3 separate regions of the Zea mays genome follow, and regions 1 and 3 are each linked to region 2. Evidence: chromatin contacts called from public Hi-C data. All regions are on one chromosome and are shown on one strand. Each heading gives the region's core, a stretch centred on a gene start, on an enhancer-like site or on the middle of the called end of the contact. The rest is flanking DNA. Distances are from core to core; before and after follow the strand shown.

Evidence for each region. A called contact is a pair of places that touch in the nucleus more often than the background predicts.
Region 1: a Hi-C map of tassel shows a contact between it and region 2, with 2.5 times the contacts expected there. The contact joins the promoter of LOC103636245 here to the promoter of LOC103636252 in region 2. A contact is called at or near these places in 2 of 25 Hi-C or Micro-C datasets (endosperm and tassel).
Region 3: a contact with region 2 is called in a Hi-C map of ear, with 2.3 times the contacts expected there. The contact joins the promoter of LOC109941645 here to the promoter of LOC103636252 in region 2. A contact is called at or near these places in 3 of 25 Hi-C or Micro-C datasets (ear, endosperm and tassel).

Annotation. Positions count from the first base shown.
Region 1 is chr8:159,918,298-159,922,197 of Zm-B73-REFERENCE-NAM-5.0, forward strand. LOC103636245 reads right to left here and starts at 1,779. Exons shown (of 2, transcript XM_008658606.2): 1 at 1,256-1,779; 2 at 720-1,155. The coding sequence starts at 1,475. The coding sequence ends at 851.
Region 2 is chr8:160,121,895-160,125,918 of Zm-B73-REFERENCE-NAM-5.0, forward strand. LOC103636252 reads left to right here and starts at 2,219. Exons shown (of 7, transcript XM_008658612.4): 1 at 2,219-3,254; 2 at 3,799-4,024. The coding sequence starts at 2,646.
Region 3 is chr8:159,989,233-159,993,096 of Zm-B73-REFERENCE-NAM-5.0, forward strand. LOC109941645 reads right to left here and starts at 1,626. Exons shown (of 1, transcript XM_020542818.1): 1 at 322-1,626. The coding sequence starts at 860. The coding sequence ends at 588. It overlaps LOC103636248 (HVA22-like protein f), which reads right to left. Exons shown (of 7, transcript XM_035961882.1): 3 at 3,786-3,864; 4 at 3,591-3,617; 5 at 3,366-3,488; 6 at 3,048-3,294; 7 at 2,589-2,903. The coding sequence starts at 3,832. The coding sequence ends at 2,826.

The DNA.
Region 1 (3,900 bases), core at 529-3,028, 200 kb before region 2:
TATTGAATCCAATTTAATTTCATGCCCTACAATATTGGCATCCAAACGGAGCTTGTGACATATAAGACATTTTGGTTTTGCATGTACATTATTTTTGTACTACGATATCGCTAACAATAATATAATATATAGTAAAATTTATGCATTAAAAACAAAATGCCTTAGAACTGGAAGAGTACTGGACAAAGAATATGATTAAATGTATATATCTACCCAGTCGTGGAGCGTGATGGACGGACCTTCTTCTCGTTTGTATATATCTACCGATAATAAATAGATTTTACTATCCTTTTATTGTTTAACTTCAATCGTAAATACTGACAAGAAGAGAGGGTCGAAGCTAGGGTTTGAATTTGAGGGGACAATTTAGATTGAGAGGGTCTGTTATATGATATTTTGTATTATATATATATATATAGTGATTAGCTAGAAAAAATAGTGGCCCCTGATTAGAGTACAAGACAAACAGAGTGCGTGCTGGACAGCCCCCGTGATGCGGCTCGGCCGTTGGGCTTTCGTCTTCGTGTCCGTGGGCCGTGGTAGCAGTTATTACTAGTCCAATCCTGCTGCCATCTCTACGCTGGACTGGATGTCGTCGTATTCGCCGCGCCCTGGCGTTCGACGGCCGCCGGCAGACATGCGACGCACAGCACACGATCTGAGGTGCTTTGCCGAACTGATCGAGCATGGAGCAGCACTTGATCAACAACACACGAACGAAGCACAAAAGGCACATCGGCTTCATGACCTTGCTTATTATTAATTATACTGTAATTTACAGCCCCATCCCTGACGGGATGCGGGCGATCGAGCCCTTTGGAAGTCTCTATTAGAGGGCCGTTCGCGGTCATCAGTCACACTTGGAGCGGTCCTGCGGCGCGAACGTGAAGCTGCCGGCCGAGTAGCGCGCCTGCAGCCCGTCGGTGCGCGTGACGAACCTGCGGAACTTGAGCGGAGACCCCTTGTTGCGGCCGGGGCTGACGGCCACGCGGCAGCCGCGCACCGGCGACCGCGGCACGTACACCTTGCAGTTCCTGCTCGTGAAGGGCGCCGCCTGCGCCCCCGTCTGGACCAGGAAGTAGCCGTGCGCGTTCGTGGCGCTCCACACGGACAGCGCCCGGCGGCCATGCCGGCACCGCAGCAGCGCCGAGGCGTCTGCACGCACATATATGCATACTGTGATCAGAAATGCATGCATGGCTGGAGACCGACGCTGCTGATGAGCACGTACGAACGAACGAACGAATGGACTTACTCCGGAGTGGCGACGCGTCCCTGGACTCGACGTAGCCGCGGTACCGGCAGCTCTTGCACCAGACGACGCCCTCCACCCCGATGGTGAAGTTGATGGGGTTTGGCTGCCGCTGGGGCACGCCCATGGCCGAGCCTAGGGACGGCAGGCCGCACACGGCTAGGGCCACGAGGATCAGGCAGCCTAGGACGCTTCTGATCGCTAGAGAAGACGACGACGCCATTGTAGCTAGCTACTATGACATTCCCTAGTGAATAATGGTCATGGCAATACAAGCCCCTGAAGAGCAGCGCAATTTGTAGCCAACGACGAGCTAGCTAACGCGTCGAGTCGTCAGAGAGTAGTAGATTCCGGCGGCCGGCTCTGGGCTGGCTCAAGCTTAGAGATACCGGCAGATCGATGCTTGCGTTGCGTGTGCTCGACAGATGCCGCCTGCATATGGTTGATTGGGGAAACGGGTTCTAGGGCTTGCATTACGTGCATATGGCTTGGCGGTTCATCGATCGCAAGCGAGTAGCAGCATCCGTAGTACGTGGTTGCGGCTCCTGCACTTTATAATACCACGACTGGATAGAGCTGGACTTGCTTAAATCTAACTGAAAAAGGAGCATAAATTGAATATAAAGAAAAAGACACTAAGAGTTGGTTTGGTGGACAGTGAATTAAAGTGAATCATGAGAGAGTAATCCACTTCCTATTTAATTTTGAATAGCAAGAGAATTCCTTCCCATAGATCCTCTCCAATTACTTGGTCACCAAATCAGTCCTAAATTGTTGTTTTACTCCCCCGCTACTCAAACATTCAAACAGTTTTGGAGGGTGAGTGATCTGATGTTATTTAACAGTGTTCTGTATAATGTTATCCCTCATCCTTGGTCATTAAAACCTTGTTCGGTTATTTTTATTCTACATAGATTATATAGGGTTGGAAAAAAAATAGAAAAAAATAACTTGCTAGAAATTTAAATCCACTCGGGCTTTGTTCGGTTAGTCTAGATTGGAGGCTGGAACCATTCGAGTTCATCAAACTAATACAAATTTGCGAACTATTCCAATCCAAAACTAATCCAAAAACGCATTCAGGAAGAACCGAACGAGCACTCAATCTCGTTCAATCCCATATATGGATGAGATTAAAACGAATAGACCCTAAACGATCGAGTGTGGATGGAGGAGTACAAGAGTTTAGTAGTCATTAGCAGCACCCCATGATTGATAGCTAGTGTGCGTATGGAGGAATCCCTGAAAACCGAAAGGTCAAGTCTCAAAGCATGTGGCGCCGCCGTACGCGGGGTGATGTGCATGCATGGATTCGGTTGTTGCTCTTGCTAGCAGCAAAGGGGCGGCGATCGACACCTCAATTTGCATGTGAAGGATGTCTTGATTCATCGAGGATCGTTATCTCGTGATGACCTGAGTTGCCCTGGTCACACCACAATCGCCGCCCCACGACGCAAGGCGCAGCAAGTCAACCCCAAAAAAATGAATTGCTGCAATAATTATAGATGTCGAAATAGAACGGGCAAACAGGATGGCACGAGGACCACACGTTTGGTGAGGCGCTAAGCGCAAGCATGGTCGTTTGATCGTTTCCTGTGCTTGAGCGGCTCGGCTCATGCTTACTAATGTCGTGCTTAGTAGGCCCTAAAAAGGCCTGTTAGACCGTCTTCAGTAGATAAGATAAAATAGACGACGTGAAACTGTAGATGGTACCGTTTGACATAGTTTGCAGAGTGGAGTTTGAGATAGAAGATAAGATAGGAACTTTAGGAGGCAACTGCATGATACCCCCATAATATAAGACTTTTATTCTTACCCCATAATATAAGGTGTACTCTTTCTAGACACATGTATATCGATACAATAGTAATAATGTTGATATAAAGAATTAAATATATTTTTGTCTTTGAATTATAGACGATTACGCTTTAGAGCAAGTATAATAAGAGGTTGTAAGCAGGCTAAATGCTCACGTGGATGAGAGAGAGGAAGTTGATTGTAAACTTACAATCGACTTGGACACAAGAGCAAAAAAATTATGAATTATGAGAGAGACAAGTAGATCATACATTAATAGTAGAGCTAATCACTGTACACATGGGTGAAGAGGTAGGCCGCAATAATTCTTACGACTAGTTGCTGAGTATATTATAAAACTTGCTCTTATATAATAGGACAGAGGTAGTACGATAAAAAGACCGGTATGTAAAGGTGTGGTCTCTAGTCTCTAGACCGATAAAGAGCTAAACTTTAGTACCTTCAAACATAGGCTAATTATAAAACTAATTATACATATTAGGACTAAATGATAAGACGAATCTATTAAATCTAATTAGTTTATGATTCGCTTATGTGAAGGAAATGAACTGAACCAACATGGTAATACTTGAAAAAGTATACAAGTTTGTTATTTTGAATCATTTAGAGCTCGAAAGTTTTTGTTTTAAATACACATATTGTTGGGAACCAAATTGAGAGGACCAGACGGTCCGCGGTCCGAACGGTCCGCGGTCCGAACAGTCCACGCCTGTGGGCCGGACGGTCCGTGCGTGCGCAGAGCAGATTAGGGTTCTGAGTTTTGTGCTACGGTTGTTAGCTAGATTCGCGGAATTAGCTCGGGAGATTAGTTTGTAAAGGGTCCAGCCCCC
Region 2 (4,024 bases), core at 969-3,468:
ATCCATACCCGGATTAAATCCATGGTGGGATTATATCCCATGTAACCGAACAAGGCCGTACGCGTCGTCCAATCCCGGTGGCAGGACGGGCCCATCAGTCAGCGCATCAAATCGTGAGCGTAAGCTGGTATGGCCAGTGGTGCATGAGCCCACATGGTGGTGGTAAAGGCCTGGCCATGTGACTGACCAGCGGGCCTCGGTCGTTAGTGTCGACGCGCGTGGGTGGATTGCGTGGGCTGCGCGGTGGGAAAAATAAACAAAGTGGGCCACGCGAGGGGAAAAAACCTAGGTAAGCCTTCTGCCCTTTTTCTTCTTCTCTTTTATGTATTATTTTCTGTTTTCTTTTATTCTTAACTATTTTGAATTTAAATTTGAATTTTGAATATGAATTTCACCATTGAGTCAAGTATACAAATTCAAGCTTCTAGTGGAGGAATAATATATTTTTATTTACTTATTTTTATCCACAAAATTCTTATTTTCTTCTGTTTTCTAAATTCTACAATTCCTTTTAGATTTTAAATTCCACTTTGGACTTTAATATATTTCTTGTCACATTATTATTTTATTTTGTCACAACGTGCACACAAAAGAAAATCCCAGCATGATGCATGATTTATTTGAGTGTTCTTTTGTTAATTATTTATCTGTGCAAGTGAGGTGTCCACATGAAATGATGAATTGACATAACACACATAAATAAGGGAATATAATTTCTCCTTTTAGTTTTTTCTTACAAAACGGGTATTAGGCTCCTCCTTTTATAGTCGCAAGGAGGAGGCCCAGGAGTACAAGGGTTGGTGCGCGGTTGTTGTGGTCAGAGGAGGCACGTTCGAGCCCTGTAGCGGCATGACCGGCGGGATGGCCCTTGTCCTCGTGTCCAAGCCTTGTAGCATGTTCTTTTGACGGAGTAGAGAGCTGAGGCTAGGCTCGAGAGCATGGGCATGTACTCGAGCCAACCTGTACATGGGTGCGGATGTCGAATTGGAGTAGTTGTCATAATACTTGGCATGGTCCTCTGCGAGATTCGCGGAAGAGTAGATGACAATTAATGCACGTCTGCTGGGGCAGTTATCTGAGGCCGAGCTCGGGCGAGGCCGAGATTTCTCCCGAGGTTGCGTCCTTGACCGGACGTTACATGTAGTCACGCTCGGAGTGGTTGAAGCAGTGGTCGGAGTCGGGGAACAGTGCCCCGTACTCGCACCTTGTGAACCGTCGTGTGTGGTAAAGGTAGATTATACCACAGCCGTGTCGTCCTTTGTTGACTTTGATACCCTCAGCGGTGCAAGTGAACGTACAGACACACGTTCTAGAATTGGGGTGGTTGGCCGAGGCGGTAGCTCCCGGTGCGTCGCCTGAGACGCCCTCAGGCGAATCGGGAATGTGCATCGCCATGGGCGAGTCACGACTGCGTCTCCCGCCTGAGGTTGGCTTCGGGCGAGTCATGACTGTGTCTCCCCCGAGATTGACCTCGAGCGAGTCGTGACTTCAACTCCCGATCAGGGTTACCCTCGGGCGAGTTACGACTTGTGCCTCGGACCTTGGTAAGGCTGGGAGCGTGTCTATTTATGCCCCCTTCTTACTCGAGCGTCTAGGTACTTTATGGTTATGATCTGGGTACCCCTAATTATGGTACTCGACATTTAGTTCTTCAATTCGAGTGATTAATTTTATGCAACTTGTGGCACCTTAGACAAGAAACCAAACATGTTCTTTGTTCTTCAATTTGAGTGACTAATCTTAGGTAAGTTTTTGATGCCTTAGGAAATTAAACAGACCCTATGTCTCACCTTACCTTTTGTTCTCTCCGGAGGGGCTCGTTTGGTTGATGATCTAGTCTAGGATGCCAGGTACCGGTTAGGCAGGTGCATCCAGCCACCCGACGTCCAAAATCAACGGCTTGGGAGCTCCAAGGTTCCAACCATACAGACCCGCCTGATGCGGGCTACAGGTGGCTCGGCCCGCCCAAAAAAACAAAAGGCTGGTCCGTCTCATGGCCTGTCCAAACAGACAGCCCATCATTCTTTTATTTTGTGAAAGGGCCCATAGCCTATAACGTACAGTTCATAACTTCATGAGTTTCAGCGGTAGTCATTGTACGTTCGCATGAGTAACAGTGCAATATCTCTCTGGTCTATGTATGTTTCCGGGGCTCGCCAAACTGCACACGCTATTGAGACATGCCGACATGCGTGTACCCGAGAGGAAAAAACGCAACCAGACAAGGGTATGTGCGAGAGCAACTGGACGGACGGGTAGGCACGCCCTTATCCACTCCGGCGCGGGGAGCCGAAGCTGCGCTGGGCCCAGCCGGGGCCGTCAGGCGGGCCATGCGGCGGAAGCGGTGCGGTGCGGTGCGGTGCGGTGCGGTCGTGCGGGCGATCTTCTAGTCCCTGTCGATCCACGTCGACTCGGTGTCTCGGTCAAGGCCTTCTTTATCCTCCCCGACCTCACCCAGCGCGACCGTCACCGTCCCCGGCCACTATTATTATTTTACCATCACCTACCCGCTGCCTTCCTCCTTCTTTTCCCTTTCCCATCGTCGAATCCTCGCCCCTTCTCCCGTCGGCTGTTGCTTTTGCTTCGAATTCCCGATTTGCTTGCCGGAACCCTAGCGACGCCGTGGTGACGCGACGCCGACGCGTATGGAGATCTCCTTCGAGGCGTGGGAGGGCGTGCAGCGGCATGGTCAGGACCTCGCGGACCGCCTCGCGCAGGGTTTCACGGGCCTGCTCCAGGTGCCGCCGCAGTTCCCGTGGCCGCCGTCGCCGCACAAGCGGATGCCCTTCGACATCGACCTCCCCGTCGTCCCCTTCGGCGCCGGCGGCCCCCTCGGCGTCCCGGGGAAGGACTTCCCCTTCCCCGCCGCGGCCGTCTCCTCGGTCATCGACATCGGCGGCAGGCTGGGCCAGGCCGGCGCTGAGCTCGGGGCGTCCGTGGGCGGGGCCGTGCAGCACGCCGTGCGGCGTCTGCCCGTGCCGTTCCGGAACGGACAGATCCGGCGCCGCAAGCTACCGCCGCCGCTTCCTCAGCCGCCCGCGGATTCGGTGGGCGAGGGCGCGGTAGGGCTCTTCGTCGAAAGGGCTGCTGTAGATAGGTGCCCCCTCGAGGCGGCGGCCGCCGCCGCCGCCGCGGCGACTGGGAGCGCTGCCGCATCTAGCGTCAGCGGCCCTGTTAGCGGAGAAGATTTGGACGAGGACGACGATGGTTTCGGCTGCGATATTGGGACTCTTGGAAACTTCAAGAAAGCTAACGTACGATCTAACTCATGCTTGCCGTATTATGGATTTTGGCATGTCGTGAAGTTTGCATCTCATATAAGGCGCATGATCTTAGTTTAGGGCTCCTGTCGTAGCAGCACTTGAATTCAGGGTGTCTGGTCTAGCACCTGGTTACATGAGTTATTGCAATCCTCTTCTTCACAGTTAATCATATAGCCACTGGAAGCATCTGACATTTTGATTCACAGATCTAAACTATGATCTTTAATCATCTGCTGAATTATCCTCTGTGTCAAGGAAAAACTAAGATTACTGCATACAATCCTGAACTCAATTCATGTACACGGTACAACCTAGATCAGAGGCAAATTGCACTTCTATGGTAGTACGGTGGTACACATATGGATGTTATGTCAAAAGTTGTACATAAAGTACTTAAGCTGACTTAACATTTTGAATCAACCAAATGTTTTTTACTGGATTTGTGGATTTGTACATTTTCTATTTTATTTCATGTTACATTGGCATGTCACGACTTGCGACATAGTACTTATCTTCTCGATTGATGATTATATAGGGTACTGTAAATATGTCGGCAACATACAATACCAGGAGTCAAGACATCGAGAGTTCTGTTGTTGCACGTGGAGGCCTCTGGAGGCTGGAGGCATCGGTTGGTCCATCTACTTCTGGAAATGATACTTCGCCCCTGTACCTTATTCAGTTGGGGCCTCTACTATTTGTTCGAGACTCTACGCTTCTCTTGCCTGTTCATCTATCAAAGCAACATTTGCTTTGGTATG
Region 3 (3,864 bases), core at 376-2,875, 130 kb before region 2:
AAAAAAAAACCTTTCTTCCAAGGTGAGCACTGTCTGTTGGAAATTTCAGAACACGACCGTGTCAGTTTCTTTCGGTTAGTTGCGCAGTGCCCAGAAGGCCAGAACTAATACTACTATAAACGGCTGCAACAAGCAACAACGTACCTCCTGTTCTACGCCAACAGTTTCAGCAACGTGTAAACGTACGCGCGTTTGATCGAAGCTTGTGTGAACCAGATGCATGGGCGAACGCGCATGCCTCCTGTTCTACGCGTACGTCTAACAGTGTTGAACCCACATAAAGGCCACCTCGAACTTCGTATGAAAAAAAGATATGCAGAGGAGTTCAAAAAAAATGCCTTTGCCGTCAACTGTTTGTAACCAACAATTAATGAAATCAACAGTCAGTCTCAGAGACTACTGACTCATAAACAGCGCGATATACGCGTACGTCCAACCGTTAACAGGATCGTAGACTGAGTGTGAGTGGACACGCTTGCTTTCCGCATTGATGACGATAAGCTAAGCATCGAGGTGGCCGGGCAGCCAGACCGACGACGACGACGGGTGCCGGCCGCCGCCGCGGCCGCTGGCTGAGGGCTATAAGGCTAGGTCTCGATGAAGCCGGTCATCCGCAGGACGGAGTCGCGCACGCGGCGCAGGTCCCGGCCCTTGAGCGTGCGGCCCTGGCCGGAGCACACCGAGGCCGCCGCCGCCGCCGCCCCGCGCCGCGCCAGCAGCACGTGCGGGGGCGCCGCTGCCTCGCCGCCGGCGTCCGTCTCTCGGTCGGCGACCCGCGCGGCCGAGGTGGCGGCCGGGATCTCGATGGGGTCCGTGAGCGGCCGGCGCTCGGCCTGCGCCCACGCCGCGTTCTGTGACATGTTTTCCCGCTTGGTAGCTAGCTACAGTAGAGTAGAGTATGCGTGATGGTTTTGCCCAAACCTTTCTCCGTCCGGCGCTCGGCGTGGGGCGAGATATATTTATAGGGCGCGGGAGCGGGAGCAGCTAGCGCGCGACCAGGCCTGCCTGCCTGATTGCTCGCTCGCTCGCTGGGCGGACTGGCTGGCTAGGTGCCCCGTGCCCGTCCACCTATAGGTCTATAGCTAGCGAGTAGCGACCCCTGATAGCTAGGCTAGTGGCTAGGTTCCGTATGGTGCTTTGTGTGACAGATAAGTATGCGATGAGCCTTGACGTACGAAACGGGAAGGGATAATTCGGCGGTTGATGTCGACCGACCCGGCTGCTTTGTTGCGCGGTGCCGTGGGTGAGGAGGCATCGAGGCCAAACCCATATGTGTGTTCCCCTTTCCTTTCCTTGCGGTGCAGTTCTCATGCGCTACGCGGGCGTTCGGCTTGCATTGGTGCTGTGCGCCGGCGGCGGCGCAAGTTGGGCGACGCCGACGCGCTTTTGGACATCGTATGCCATGCTGTCATCCGTGACACACTTCCTATGTCACGTGTTGTGTTCTGGCGTCAAGAAAGCCCATATCCATCGGGGTTTGGTCGCGACTCGACGGAGAGTATGTCACGTGTGCGCGTGCGCACGTTTGCGAATGACAAAGACGTCCTGAGAAAGACAACGCGTGCGCATGCCTATCATTTGCATCGGTTTGGCGGCGATCAAGCTAGCACTCTAGCAGTCACCAGTCGGCTTTGTAGTCTCATTATCTTCACGAGACTCTTTATTTGTAACTAACTCTTTATTTATCTCTCTATAAAAATTAAACTATATATATAACATCTCATTCCAATAGACTCTCCAACATATAAATCAGCTTGGCCAGCAAGAATTGCTAGTCAAATTTGGTAAGTGAATAAGTCAATTTAGAGAGCCGGATAGCTTGGAGAGCTATTTTATTTTTAAGTAGCTAAAAGTGACAGCATTCTGAGTCCCAAGATTGCACGTATGCGCGCGCATGCAGGCTAGGATTAAGAAGACTTCCAACCCTAGAGCATACCAAACACGCAACTTTTGTAGTTGCATCAAGCGTCACTTTCGAACTAAAGGCTACAACTGCTCTCCTGTGCTTAGCCGCCGCTGGATTTTCGGAAACGGACAGTCTACAAACGAACTGGGCAGAGTATCCATCGGGTCTGGACTCGTGCCACAGTAGCTTTCTAGTTTCTGTAGTATATACCTTCGTCTGGTGTGGCAGTGTCGTTTCAACGCACAAAAAAAAGTGCCGTGTTGGCATGCGCCACGGCCCGCAGATGCATCAAGCAACGAGCACGCGCACACAGCCAGGACAGAGCTTGCTTTAGCTCATGTGATCTAGAGAAACAGGGCCTAAAGGAGAGTTGCATGCAAATGCCATTAGGTCCCAACGTTTTGATGGTAGTTTAGCGCCCGTGTTGGAAATTAGTTCCTTCCGATGCGAGTTTGGACAAAAATTAGCCAACGGCCAGGGGCACCACCCACGCACCGCAGGCGGTGGCCTGGGCTGCAATGGAGGGCAAGGCGCGAGCACAGTGCACGGAAGCAAGCAGCACGTGACACGAGCACAGCCGTGGGAATCACACCGTATTCTCGCCTAGGCTGTCATCGGTTCCTGGGTCCGCCACTGCCAACGGCACATGCATCAGCCATGTGTTTGATGAATTCGCTAGACAGATCAATCTCTTGTGCGGTTGCATTCAGGATCAGACCAGACGTATTTTAGCTGATACGGATTTCACAGGTCCAAGCCAAATTTTCATTAACAAGTACACCAAATTCGCGGCTTCTTTCAAAGTCATATATGCATGCATGCTCTCATGGGCGCCGGGCATCTCTTCTCCAACTGCTGGGCAAGCCCGACGTAATGATCAACCACACACACGCATACGATACGATTTCTGCACAAGTGACTACCCAACCGATGGGAGACTTGCTTCGGTTTCCACCCGGAACAATTCAGGTTTCTCCCTCTTGGCTTCCTCTTCAGCCTGCACCAGTAGTTCAGATGTTTCTCCGTCAGAAACTGAAGATATTTTTTTTTTCTTACCAAGGCGCGGTTCCAGAATCATCGCCGAAACTCTCTGGGAAGTTAATTAAGAATGAAGCCTAGGCAGCTGAGACGAACAACTCACGGCTCGGATGATCCTGTCGAGCGCGTCGGGCCCGTGCGTGTCGATGAAGCGCTCGACGGACTTGCGCGCGTCGAGGCTCATCATCTGCAGCACCCGGCGCTGGCGCTCGCCGTAGCTGGGGCTCACGTAGGTGCCCATCTTGAAGTAGCGCCGGACGTGCGCCTCGTAGATGTAGGCCGCGCCGTTGAAGACGGGCAGCACCAGCCAGCAGCACAAGAGCAGCTTCATGTACGGCCACAGGGGAAACCTGACAAAGAAGAAGAGATTGAGTTTTCTTGGGAGCTCAGCCAGCGTAGCGTGCCTGCGTGTTGAGCTCACCACTGCAGGACTTTCCAGCTTGAGAGCTCGAAGAGGGTGATCAGCGAGTACAGGACCCAGTAGGTGAGCCACTGCTGGTCGTCCAGGGAAGAAGGGCTCTCGATGGCGCGCATGGACGCGTAGCTGTTGATTGTGTGACACACGCTATTAGCATTAGCAACACACGCTACTGTGGTGGTGGTGGTGATTGTGTCTGAGGAGCTGGACGAGTGGATTGTTACTTACAGAGGATAAAGCAGCATCACCCCTGGCCTGCCCGGCGCAGCAGAAAAGAATTATTACACACGGAAATGGAGTCAGAGTGAGTTCATATGGATCAAAGAACAAAACAAGGCCAAAAAGGGGCCTGGGTGGGACAGCCGTTGTTGCCAGGACCTGCATCGAAACGGAAACACTCCACGCACGTACAGTACAGCTTACCCAACGAGGGCGTCCAGATTTCTAGCAAGGGTACCGAGGACACCCATGATCCGTTGTCGACGGCTCGCCACCAGATGGC